Linked DNA regions of Mus musculus: regions 1 and 2 are each linked to region 3. Evidence: chromatin contacts called from public Hi-C and promoter capture Hi-C data. All regions are on one chromosome and are shown on one strand. Each heading gives the region's core, a stretch centred on a gene start, on an enhancer-like site or on the middle of the called end of the contact. The rest is flanking DNA. Distances are from core to core; before and after follow the strand shown. Region 1 holds the start of Wdhd1 (WD repeat and HMG-box DNA binding protein 1). Region 2 has its middle 42 kb from the start of 4930447J18Rik. Region 3 holds the start of Atg14 (autophagy related 14).

Evidence for each region. A called contact is a pair of places that touch in the nucleus more often than the background predicts. Capture Hi-C pulls out chosen DNA fragments and counts their contacts.
Region 1: a promoter capture Hi-C map of adipose tissue shows a contact between it and region 3. The contact joins the promoter of Wdhd1 here to the promoter of Atg14 in region 3. A contact is called at or near these places in 10 of 39 promoter capture datasets (the 3T3-L1 cell line, the C10 cell line, the HPC-7 cell line and 7 more), 2 of 484 Hi-C or Micro-C datasets (embryonic fibroblasts and embryonic stem cells), 10 of 115 datasets of contacts at active chromatin or transcription factors (the 230-238 cell line, the SCID.adh cell line, effector CD8 T cells and 3 more) and 2 of 9 other capture datasets (adipose tissue and liver).
Region 2: a contact with region 3 is called in a Hi-C map of embryonic stem cells, with 2.6 times the contacts expected there. The contact joins the enhancer-like site here to the promoter of Atg14 in region 3. A contact is called at or near these places in 1 of 39 promoter capture datasets (pre-B cells), 1 of 484 Hi-C or Micro-C datasets (embryonic stem cells) and 1 of 115 datasets of contacts at active chromatin or transcription factors (embryonic stem cells).

The regions. Positions count from the first base shown.
Region 1 is chr14:47,275,240-47,278,835 of GRCm38.p6, forward strand. Wdhd1 (WD repeat and HMG-box DNA binding protein 1) reads right to left here and starts at 1,618. Exons shown (of 25, transcript NM_001360532.1): 1 at 1,282-1,618. The coding sequence starts at 1,358. Socs4 (suppressor of cytokine signaling 4) reads left to right here and starts at 1,681. Exons shown (of 2, transcript NM_080843.3): 1 at 1,681-1,982.
Region 2 is chr14:47,855,300-47,858,484 of GRCm38.p6, forward strand. No RefSeq gene overlaps it. Among named protein-coding and RNA genes, the nearest start is that of 4930447J18Rik, 42 kb to the right of the region's middle. Within about 2 kb of position 1,257, at least 10 of the 459 cell types and tissues checked have an H3K27ac peak or open chromatin away from gene starts, as enhancers often do. A contact at or near this core is called in embryonic stem cells, where this site is marked.
Region 3 is chr14:47,566,468-47,570,072 of GRCm38.p6, forward strand. It overlaps Atg14 (autophagy related 14), which reads right to left and starts at 1,967. Exons shown (of 10, transcript NM_172599.4): 1 at 1,719-1,967. The coding sequence starts at 1,939. It also overlaps the pseudogene Gm6616.

The sequences.
Region 1 (3,596 bases), core at 368-2,867, 290 kb before region 3:
TATTGCTTGTTTTTCAAACTTCTCATCGCCTAAGTGCTTTTGTTCATTCTGTTTATGTCCTATCTGGACACATAAAAGTGCAAATTAAATAAAAACAGTAGAGGGCTAATGGCAAAAAAAAAAAAAAGATAAAAAAAGGAAGGAAAGAAAAGGAAGGGAAGGAGAGAGGGAAGGAAGGAATATGAATAAAATAAATGTTTAGAAGAAAAAAAAGATTAACTCCCAAATTGGAAAACCCAAAGGGGGTCATAGGAAAGTGTTCATCAGTGTAGTAGCCCTGCCTGTAATCTCCGTGCTTGCCAGGCAGAGGCAGCCTCAGCTACACGTTAAGTTGGAGACCAGCCTGTGCTTTAGGAGGCCCTCACTAGGACACCAGCTTCTAGGCAAGAATGGTCCACTTGAGTGGGCATGCGTGACATGGCTGCTATAGGGGTAACCAAGTGCTTTTTGGATTTAAGGTCTATTCCACAAAGGGGAACCCATTCTTGGTAGGTAAACCCTTTCAAAAGCCCATAGCAAGGGGAGGTCTCAGGCCCTAGGGGGTACACTACTGCATAGCTAAATTGCATAACCTCAAACTGCTGTCTAAATATTTATGTACATTTCAAATGCTACCCTCAGCCTTTATTAGGGAAGCCTCAGCCGGCCTGGAGCACGCCTTTAATCCCAGCACTTGGGAGGCAGAGGCAGGCGAATTTCTGAGTTCGAGGCCAGCCTGGTCTACAGAGTGAGTTCCAGGACAGCCAGAGCTATACAGAGAAACTCTGTCTCGAAAAACCAAAAAAAAAAAAAAGAAAGAAAGAAAGAATTAGAGAAGCCTCTATTTCCAGTAAATGGTGGTGATTGTAGAGCCTCATGACCGCACAAGGTGCTGACAAGAAGCGACTTCTCAGTATTGAGCCCTAAACTAGACATTTACATTATGTCCTCTAGTACACAGGGGACACTGTGAAAGAGGAAGCTGCAAAATTCCATCTCCTGGGCACGACAGTCATTGCAATTTACAGCAACTGCTGATGCTTAACTGTCTCATAAAATAAACATGACACCGAATGAGGACGTGAGTGGCGGGAAGGCACTCCTCTGGGTAAAGGATTTTAATTTTCGTGAGGTCCTAGAAGTGCCACGACAGTTCAAAGCAAACAAGCCTCAGGGCAGAGGCGCTCCTTGTTTATTCCTTCCTCTGTCCCTCCGCATCGGTCATCTTCGACCGGCTGTCCATACCGAGAATGACGGCTAACATTCACGCTGGACCCGTCCTTTGTTTCCAAAGACGCTTACCTTCCAGAATCATCAAAGCAGACTTCGGTGTGCCCTTCCGTATGTCCGTACCTCATGGGCTTCTGTGTGGCCGGCATCTTTCCCTACCTGAGCCGTTTTGTAAGAACTGGTATTTTTTTCAGTAGGGCGATCGTCCTCTCCGCGCCGTGCAGTCCTGTTTCCCTCACCCGAGGAGCCACAGCACGATGCAGCGGAAGGTATGTCACACACGCCCGGGAGATGACAAGCTTTCCCCTCTGCAAGCACGGGCAGCGGGGGCGAGGAGCAAGCGGTGTGCACCAGCGTCTGCTCTGATGGAAGCACGGAGCCGCTTCCCGCGCTCTGGCGCGCTCGCCCTGTGCGCATGCGCGGCCCGCCGCCGCCCAGCCCAGGTCCGGCCCGAGGTCGCCGGGTGGTGGCGTCAGAAGCGCGCCGCCTCGAAGCCGAGAGCTGGTGGCTGGGGCCGCTCTGAAAGAAAAGGTGGGAGCCGAACCCGGAAGTGGCGGCGGTCCCTGGAGAGCAGGCGGAGGCAGCGGCAAGTCTGACTCTGGGCTGACCGTGGAGCCGGGGCGGGGGCTGACAGCCAGGCCTCCGCCTGGCGGGAGCCGCACGAGGAGCGGGAGTGGCCGGGCCTCTCTTCCGCGCTTGAGCGAGCGCCGGGTGATGGCGGTGGTGATGGCGGCAGGCGCTCGGACAGCTCCGCTTGAGCTGAGCTCGGAGAGGTGAGAGGGGGAAGGGTGGCGGCGAGGGCTGGGGTTTGACGCCTGCCCTTTCAGGATCTCCTCCCGAGCCACCGTAGTCGCCTCCTTGAACCGATCGAGCTCCTCGGGACCGGGTTAGGGACAGACCTTGGCAAGCCTTTATTCTTCACGCCCTTCGTGCCCTCAACTTTGTCATTTCTGTGGTAATAAAGGATGGACTGATTCTTGTTTCTTGCGACTCTAGCTAAATAATGCTAAAGAGAGTTAACTTGGGTTTTCTATTTAGTTCCGACCAAAGTTTACCAAACTGCTTTTAGATCTAAAAGGAGAGGTCTAATTTGTATTGTTACAGGTTTCTGTTCATCGTGGCAGTCGATAACACATCCTCTACTAAGTCAGGTCTTGGCCCGTTAAGTTTATGCTTTTCTTGTTTCTTCACGTTCTCCATATTAATAAATTGGTCTGTTGAAAATTATGATTTTCGGTGATAATTGGGGCTTTGACGGCGTTTTTGTGGTACCCACTGTACAGTTTCAGTCAGACTTATTTTTATTACCGGAAAACTCTACAGAGGTAGATCTAGATAACTTATTAAAAAAATTGCAAGCTTAGTTATTACTCAAACCGTGGTATTCTTGCTATGGTGGCATTTTGTAAGGCATTTCTAAGAACCTGGGTTCCAAAAAGACACTCAGATTTGTATATGAATAAAAAGGAAGAGTAGTTGGCTCAAGTAGAATCTGAGATTCTTTTTTAAAAAACAAAACAAAACCCTATTGTTAATTTCCCACAAGAATAAAGGCACCTGAGACAATGACTTTTGAGTAACTTACTTTTATTTTGAAATTATTGTTTTTAGACAGGCCAATTTATAATTCTTTTGCCCAGTACCTGGACAATAAAAATGAGTAGGTACAGTGTGAGGTTCAAGTTGAGCTGATGATACTCATCTATATATTGAATATATTGTAATGGGATTTCAGAGTAATGCTTTTCAGAGCTCACCATTCAGAAACTTGCAAGTGGGAACAAGAGTTATTGATGTAAATACTTTAGACAGTGCCTGTGATACCATTTGATTTTAGAACTATGAATGATGTCAGCACACCTGCCCGCTCTCTCTGCCCTAACAACCAAGTCAGTATTGACAGGTTAAGATAATATTTCCTTTGCTGATTTCCCAGGTATGAATAAGCTTAAGCCTGATGATTAAACAGTTTCGTTTTTAATTTTAACTCTAACCTGTTGTATGACCTTGAGTGTGAGTGTGTGTCTTTATTTTCCTGATTGTCAGATTTCTCACCTCTAAAGTAGAGGTGATACTTAGTTCCACCAAATTATTGAAGTACATAGAAGATACTCGTGGAAGTCTAAAACTATTAAGGCCTCATGTTACTAGTTAGGCACTAAGGTATATAGTAGTTTTGCTTAAAGTGGGGTTAGCCTATAAAACCTTCAAATGCTAAATGCATCCAAAACTGTGACTGCTGCCTTCATCAAGTTTATGAGCATGTTCTGGGCAATAGATTTTAAGTAGTATGTACAGGCTAATAAAGTAATGGAATTTGTATAACTAAAGTACTGCATTTGCAAAATTGTCAGTTTATATATAATAACGTAACATTTGAAAAAATC
Region 2 (3,185 bases), core at 7-2,506, 290 kb after region 3:
CCATGCTTATGCAGAGGCAAAAAGAGGAGAGCTTTGAGGGAAGATAGAGCCAAAAATCATTTAGACAAGAAAAGTGAATGAAAAATAAAATAAAGGAAGAGCATGACCACACCTAAGTATGGAGGAGGAGGTAGTTTATTGTATATATATAAAAGGGAGTGAGAGCATAGCCAGAGGCTACCCCTGGAGAATCCACAGAGAACAAGAGCTTGAGCCAAGCTCTGTGAGGGAAAGGGAGAGGGCAGAGGCAGGAGAGTGAAGGGTAGACAAAAGGCGGGGTAACCAAAATGGCTGGATTATATAGGGAAGGACAGCTTAATTCTTGGTTTGCAGGTGTGAAGGGCACCTTACTCAGTGGACTGGGTTTGCCAGCCATACCTTGTAACAGGTAGGGACTGAGGAATGCTGGGAGAACCTGGTGATCAGGGTCCACTTTGATATGTTAAATAGGCACCTCAGTTAGCCCAAATTTGAGACCTAACAAAAGGCGCACTGCAATGATCACATCATTTTTCAGAATTCAAAGCAACTGTAAAGAAAGGATAAACTGGTCGGGGGTCCAACAGGAATCAAAGGATGGAAGGATTCATCTCTGATTGTTGGCAAAAGGGTTAGAAAGGGTCCCAGCTGATATTCCCAATAGGAGCCCTGTGTCAACGTCAGGCAGGTGGCTTAATGTAGGCCTTCAAGGTAAGTGGTGTGTGTGTGTGTGTGTGTGTGTGTGTGTGTGTGTGTGTGTGTGTATGTGTGCTGTTGTTGTTTGAGACTGGGTCTCTCATACAACCCACACTTGTTTCAAATTCACTATTCAGCCAAGGAAGGCCTAGAACCCTGTATCTGCTCTATGTCCCAAGTGCTGGAATATAAATATGTGTTTGCTACCACTCTTGGAAGTATCCCCCTTTTTTTCTTTTTAAAGTGGAGGTAGAATCCTAGAGATCTTCAACAGCTTAATCACAGTCACAGAGCTCTGGTGGCCGCTGCTGGGGGACTGGGCCCATCACCCCACAGCACTGTTTGAAGTTTCTCTCAAAGCTGCTCACTTGGAAGTACGCAGGGAGCAGAAGACATTTATGTGCTGGCTTATTTCTGCTGTGGTCAAGGATTAGCCCATGGCATGCTTCTCCCACCCCCACCCCCTGCACTCCTGAGTTGTCCTTGTTCCAGCTGATGCTTCCTGGTCACCTGAGTCTCATGGCCGGATGGGAGAGAATGTGGTGTAAATGTGAGCCTGTCAGATTTACAATGCAACTGCGTTCCAACTGTGGGCTAGACGGAGAGGCAGGGTGGGGTAGAGTGCCAGTTGTAAACAAGAGGTGCTGCGCATGGTTAGATGAGAATGTTCATTTGACCGATTACAAACAGTCTATGAGGTTTCTTTTCTTTTTAAAGACCTTTCTGATCCATGATGCCTCCTCCATGGTACAGTCTTTCCATTGGGGCTTAGAGACTAGGTTGTTCTGCGTTGTCGGGATTCAGAAACTAGCACTCTCTAGTACTCGGAGAGAGCCGCCTGGGGGGGGGGTCCCCTCCCCCACCTACTTTGCTCTTTTTCTCCAGTAGCTCAGGAAGGGAGTGTCTCTAAAGTTCCCTTGTCTACCCAAAGACAAAACTTGCCAAAGAGGAACGTTAACTGTCCTTAATCTTCTTACTGAAATCCCAGTAGCCAGGGAGGCTTAAAGCTGGAGGGGAAGAGACTGAAAATTAAACACCCCGCAGAACCCAGAGGAACTTTGCCCTAAGTCCTGTGCTCGTTTCTTTCTCTACACCCACAGACTCCCCCTCCTCTTCCCTGAAGAAGATGTCTCAATCCCATCCCTTTACATCTAAAGTTTGAAGAGCTCCACGAACATATGGATATTAACATACTTTTCTCTGGTCAAAATACTGTCAATTTATCACAAATGTGACCCTTCGGAGGGAAGGTCTGAGCTATGCACTGGAGCAAAACCACCTCCCCCATTTGGGACCAAATTTGAAAGACGCTTTATTAAATATTAAATACTGACCAAGAGATGGACTTTGATCAGGACCACTCCCCGGAATTTCCCTGCTGAGTGGCTCTGAGACACGTGTTGTGTTTTGGGGGTGGGGGTAGGAGGTGTTAATAAAGACAAGCCTATAGGCCATCTTACTTTCCCATGAGGTATTGTTATTTCCCAAGAACCACAACTCCCAGCATTCCAGGAAGTTATCTGGTCTGCGGGGGTCAGGTGGGGCTTCAAGGTTAATTTAGGGCATTTCACTCCTTCACATGCCTACCCTTTCTAGACAAACACAGTGGCATAGTCTTTCTAATTTGAACTGTGTTTAACCCAGTGCAAAGCACAGCCCTTAGATGTTGACACAGTAGCTATCTGTTACAAAAACAGACATTAGTTGTAAAAAAATGCACTTGTCAAAACTTTTTTAATTAAAAGACTTAAGTACTTTAAATTTCAGGTCAAGTTTGGTTTTTGTAGGAGCTCAACAATATAGATAGAAGGGATTAAAGGAGTTGATGGGCCTTCGGAAGAAGGACTGTAAGACGTTTGAAGGACTTGCGTTCCTTCTAGGCCTTCGCTAAAGAACACCCTGAGGTTTGTATCCAGGAGGCTGGGCAGAATTGGTTTTGTTTGAGCCTAATTGGAAAGGAAATGTCAGAGACAAAGACCTAAGAGTAGTTTCAGCGGCTGTATTCCACAGCAGTCTACTGAGACAGATTCAGTGTGCTGTTGTTAGTGGACACCGACATAAATGAAATGCAAAGGAATGGTTCCACTGAATAGCTGGAGACAGTGCAGGCAGATGAGGGAGGTGGGTTTGCCCTAGAGCTCCCTGCCAGTGAGGTAGGGGTCAAAGCACATCTGTCCTGCCAGGCACCTTCCTTCACCAAATACTCTTCAGACTGGTCCCAGATAGAGCTTTCTTAACCGCATCATAAATCCTCTGTAGAGGCGCGCGCGCGTGTGTGTGTGTGTGTGTGTGTGTGTGTGTGTGTGTGTGTGTGTGTGTGTGCGTGCGTGTGAAGCCAGCTCAGAACAGACAGCTGTTCTCAGATCTGTGGTTTGGATAGAAGCTCATAATTTCCTCCCCGCTGCCCTGTAGTACTGAAATTCATTAGCTTAGAGCTCAGATGGAGATGAAGTGAAACCTAGGCTCTCTTCTCCTCCTTCCAGCACATGCTCTTGACCAGAATCTCACAT
Region 3 (3,605 bases), core at 717-3,216:
CAAAAGGAGTTAAAGTCAAACACAGTACTGGATAGCATGCTCGTCTGGGTTGGATATTCAAGAGTGGCAGTCTTCAAGCCCAGCGTGGTGGCGCACGCCTTTAATCCCAGCACTCAGAAGACAGAGGCAGGCAGATTTCTGAGTTCGAGGCCAGCCTGGTCTACAAAGTGAGTTCCAGGATAGCCAGGGCTATACAGAGAAACCCTGTCTCAAACACCCCCCCCCCAAAAAAAAGTGGCAGTCTTCAGCATCTAGATGGTATTGAAATTACAAGAGTAAAAATAGGAAAATGTGGGCTGGAGAGATGGCTCAGCAGTTAAGAGCACTGACTGCTATACCGAAGGTCCTGAGTTCAATTCCCAGCAACCACATGGTGGCTCACAACCATCCATAATGAGATCTGGCACCCTCTTCTGGTGTGTCTGAAGACAGCAACAGTGTACTCATATACATAAAATAAATAAATCTTAAAAATAGGAAAATGTAGAAGCTAAATATTTCATAAGACTCAACAATGAGACATTCCTATCTCCTACTTGTTTTTCTTAAAACAAAACTGGTTTAACTTTTAGAGCTATAACGTACTAAAATCATCATGTGGATCCATAAAACAGCAATGAACTTAAAAAGATGCTGTTACACCAGTATTTTCAGAAGAAAAAGAAATGAGCCCCATTCACAGGAATAATGGGGATTAAAACACCCCCAAAATTTACATGTTACATAGCCTTGCAGTTAAATGCACCCGTATATGGATCCAGGATGTCTGGGTTTTAACTGTTTGGGGCCTTGGAACAAGGCATTTACTACGTACAAGTCTCCTCAAGTAATCGGCTGGCAATAACTTGCATGGGTTGTTGTAAAAAAATAAATGCTTCAAATTTAGGACTAAAAAATTGTTTTATCTGGACATAATAGCACACACACTTTTCCCAGCGCTCAGGAAGCAGAGGCAGAAGGATCTCTCCGAGTTCCAGGCAAGTCTTATTTATATAGTGAGTTCCAGGCCACCCAGAGAGAGCTACATAGTGAGACACTGTCTCAAACAAACATACTAAAAAGTTACCTATTTCGTTATTGTTGAAACAAACGTTAGGAGTAAAAGATTCTTCAGCTAAGCATTCAGTTTTCTAATATCTTAATTCAAAAGAAAGACAAAATATTTCCTTAAACGCAGTTCTTTTAACTAAGGACTTGCAACTCAAAAACACAGTCCAGTATCCCCAGTGACAAAATCAACTTTGGGATTACAGAAGGAAGTAACCTAGTCCTGGTCCTCGTTCACAAAGAGCTGTATCCACCTGTGACACAGACAACCAAGGTTCAAGCCCTCCTAACCAATTTAGTTCTCTGCGGATTCCTTCTGTAAAATGTATTTATGTCTGAAGACGGGAAAAGGTAAAACTACGCTTCTGAATGGGAGAACTAAGACTCCTCTACACAGACTTCTCCAGAAGGACTGTATTTCCTTTCCCCAAGTACCCAAGAGGACCCTAGAGAAACTCTGGTGGGTGGTGGGGAACAGCAACCTACGTTCACCTAGCACCCACCCCCACCCTGCCACTGGCAACAAAGCGCCAGCGCAAAGCAGCTCCATTCTCTTTTCCACACTCGCAGGGCTCCTGGGCCCGGCCTAGGGTGTCCAGCCTCCAGCCTCTGGTGGCTGGGCCAGAGGAATCAGAGAAGCAGAAACAATAGGGCCGTGGCGGCCGCCGTACCTCTCCCGGTCGCGGCCGTCGAAATAGACGAAATCACCGCTCTGGACGCACTTGGCGCAAGTCAACCGCCGGCGAGTGGTGTTGCACAGAGGACACCGCTCAACAGCCACGTAAAGGCCCTCGGCGTCGTCCACCGAGTCCACCAGGTCCCGTGCTAGCGCCCGCGGCCCAAAACCAGGAGCCTCGGGCGTCCAAGATCCCTTCCCACTGGGAGACGCCATGATGATCTGAGCTCAGGGCCAGTCACGTGGGATTTTGTTTTTATCCAGGTGCATCCTGGGCTCGGAGGCGGGGCCTGAAGGCCGGGGCGGGAAAGGGGGCGGTCCAGAGGTTGGGGCTGGAGCTCAGAGGCGGAGAATCTAGGAACCAGGGATCTTCTTGTCCTACTTCCCACACTCCTTGGCGGCTGCGCAGTTCAACCCTTGGAGTGGCGCCAAACGAAGCCTCTACGTTATGCAAAATACAGTAATAAGTGCCCAAGCATTCTCAGTGAAGGTGCGGGAACAGAACAAGGGATTTCATTTCATTCATTAAGGTTACTTTTAGGTTTTGGGCTAAAACTGCAAGGAGCAAGGTTGGGAGAGAGTTGGATCTCAAACTAACTGAAGTTTGACTCACCTTCCTTCTTAAAAGCTGTGGAATTTGAAGAAAATCTTTTAACGCCTCTGCCCGACTTTGTCTTGGTTGGGGATATACTTGCTATACCTCCATAACCAGAGAGGGTTGAGCAAAAACCTCCCATAGCAGGCTAACACTCCCGACATCAGTAAAAACAAACAAACAAACAAACAAACAAACTGAAGATGTAAATCAAAGATAAATGTGGGGTTTTTTTCTTTTCTTTTCTTTTTTTTTTTTTTTTTTGAGACAGGATAGCCCTGGCTGTCCTGGAACTCACTCTGTAGACCAGGCTGACCTCGAACTCAGAAATCTGCCTGCCTCTGCCTCCCAAGTGCTGGGCGCACGCCCGGCGATAAATGTTTTTGAAATCAGCTTTTAATGGATAGTGCTTCTACGTAGCCTCCATTTCCCTCGAGTTCCAGTCCTCCTGTGGCAGCCTCGTGAGCTAACAGATTTCAAGCGTGTAATCACAGAAATCTAGCTGTAAGCACAGCCAGAAAACTGAGTTCTATTGGCTTCTGTCCTTCCCTCTCCTCTGGGTCATGTTCTAAGAGAATTTGAACTCGATAGTTAGGATTTCCTCCTAAGATTCTTCAGAAAGGATTTTCTCTTAGCGCGGGTCGCTTGCGTGTAGCAGCAGCCGCTCCGGTCACCGTCACGAGGGGCGGGCAGCGGCGGGGTCGACAGCTAGTGGGGTGCAGCGCTCGCCAGTGGTCGCGATGAGTTTACCCCTCAATCCCAAGACTTCTCTCAATGGACTGACAGGAAAGCCAGTGATGGTGAAACTTAAGTGGGGCATGGAGTACCTGGTCTCCATGGATGGCTACATGAACATGCAGCTTGCAAATACAGAAGAGTACATAGATGGGGAGCTGTCTGAACATCTAGGTGAAGTTCTAAAAAGGTGTAATAATGTCCTCTACATCAGAGGCATTGAAGAAGAAGAGGAAGATGGGGAAATGAGAGAGTAGCATCTTGGAGGATTTTATATATATTCTATACAATAAAGATTTGGGTGGTTTTTTTTTTTTTTTTCAAAAAAAAAAGATTCTTCAGAAAGAGGAGGTTTATATCAGAAAAAAAATTTTTTTTGATATGCCTCTAAACCATAGAAGGGAACAGAAGTAAAGCCGGAGGTCCAGTTGGACCAATGATTCTCAAGAATGGCTTCATCAGGGTGTCCACTGATAAGGTCTGAACTCTTTCTCCCAAGTCACACTGCCAGCACTCAGAGCTGCCTGCTGGGTACCAACTGATGTTTTCCTC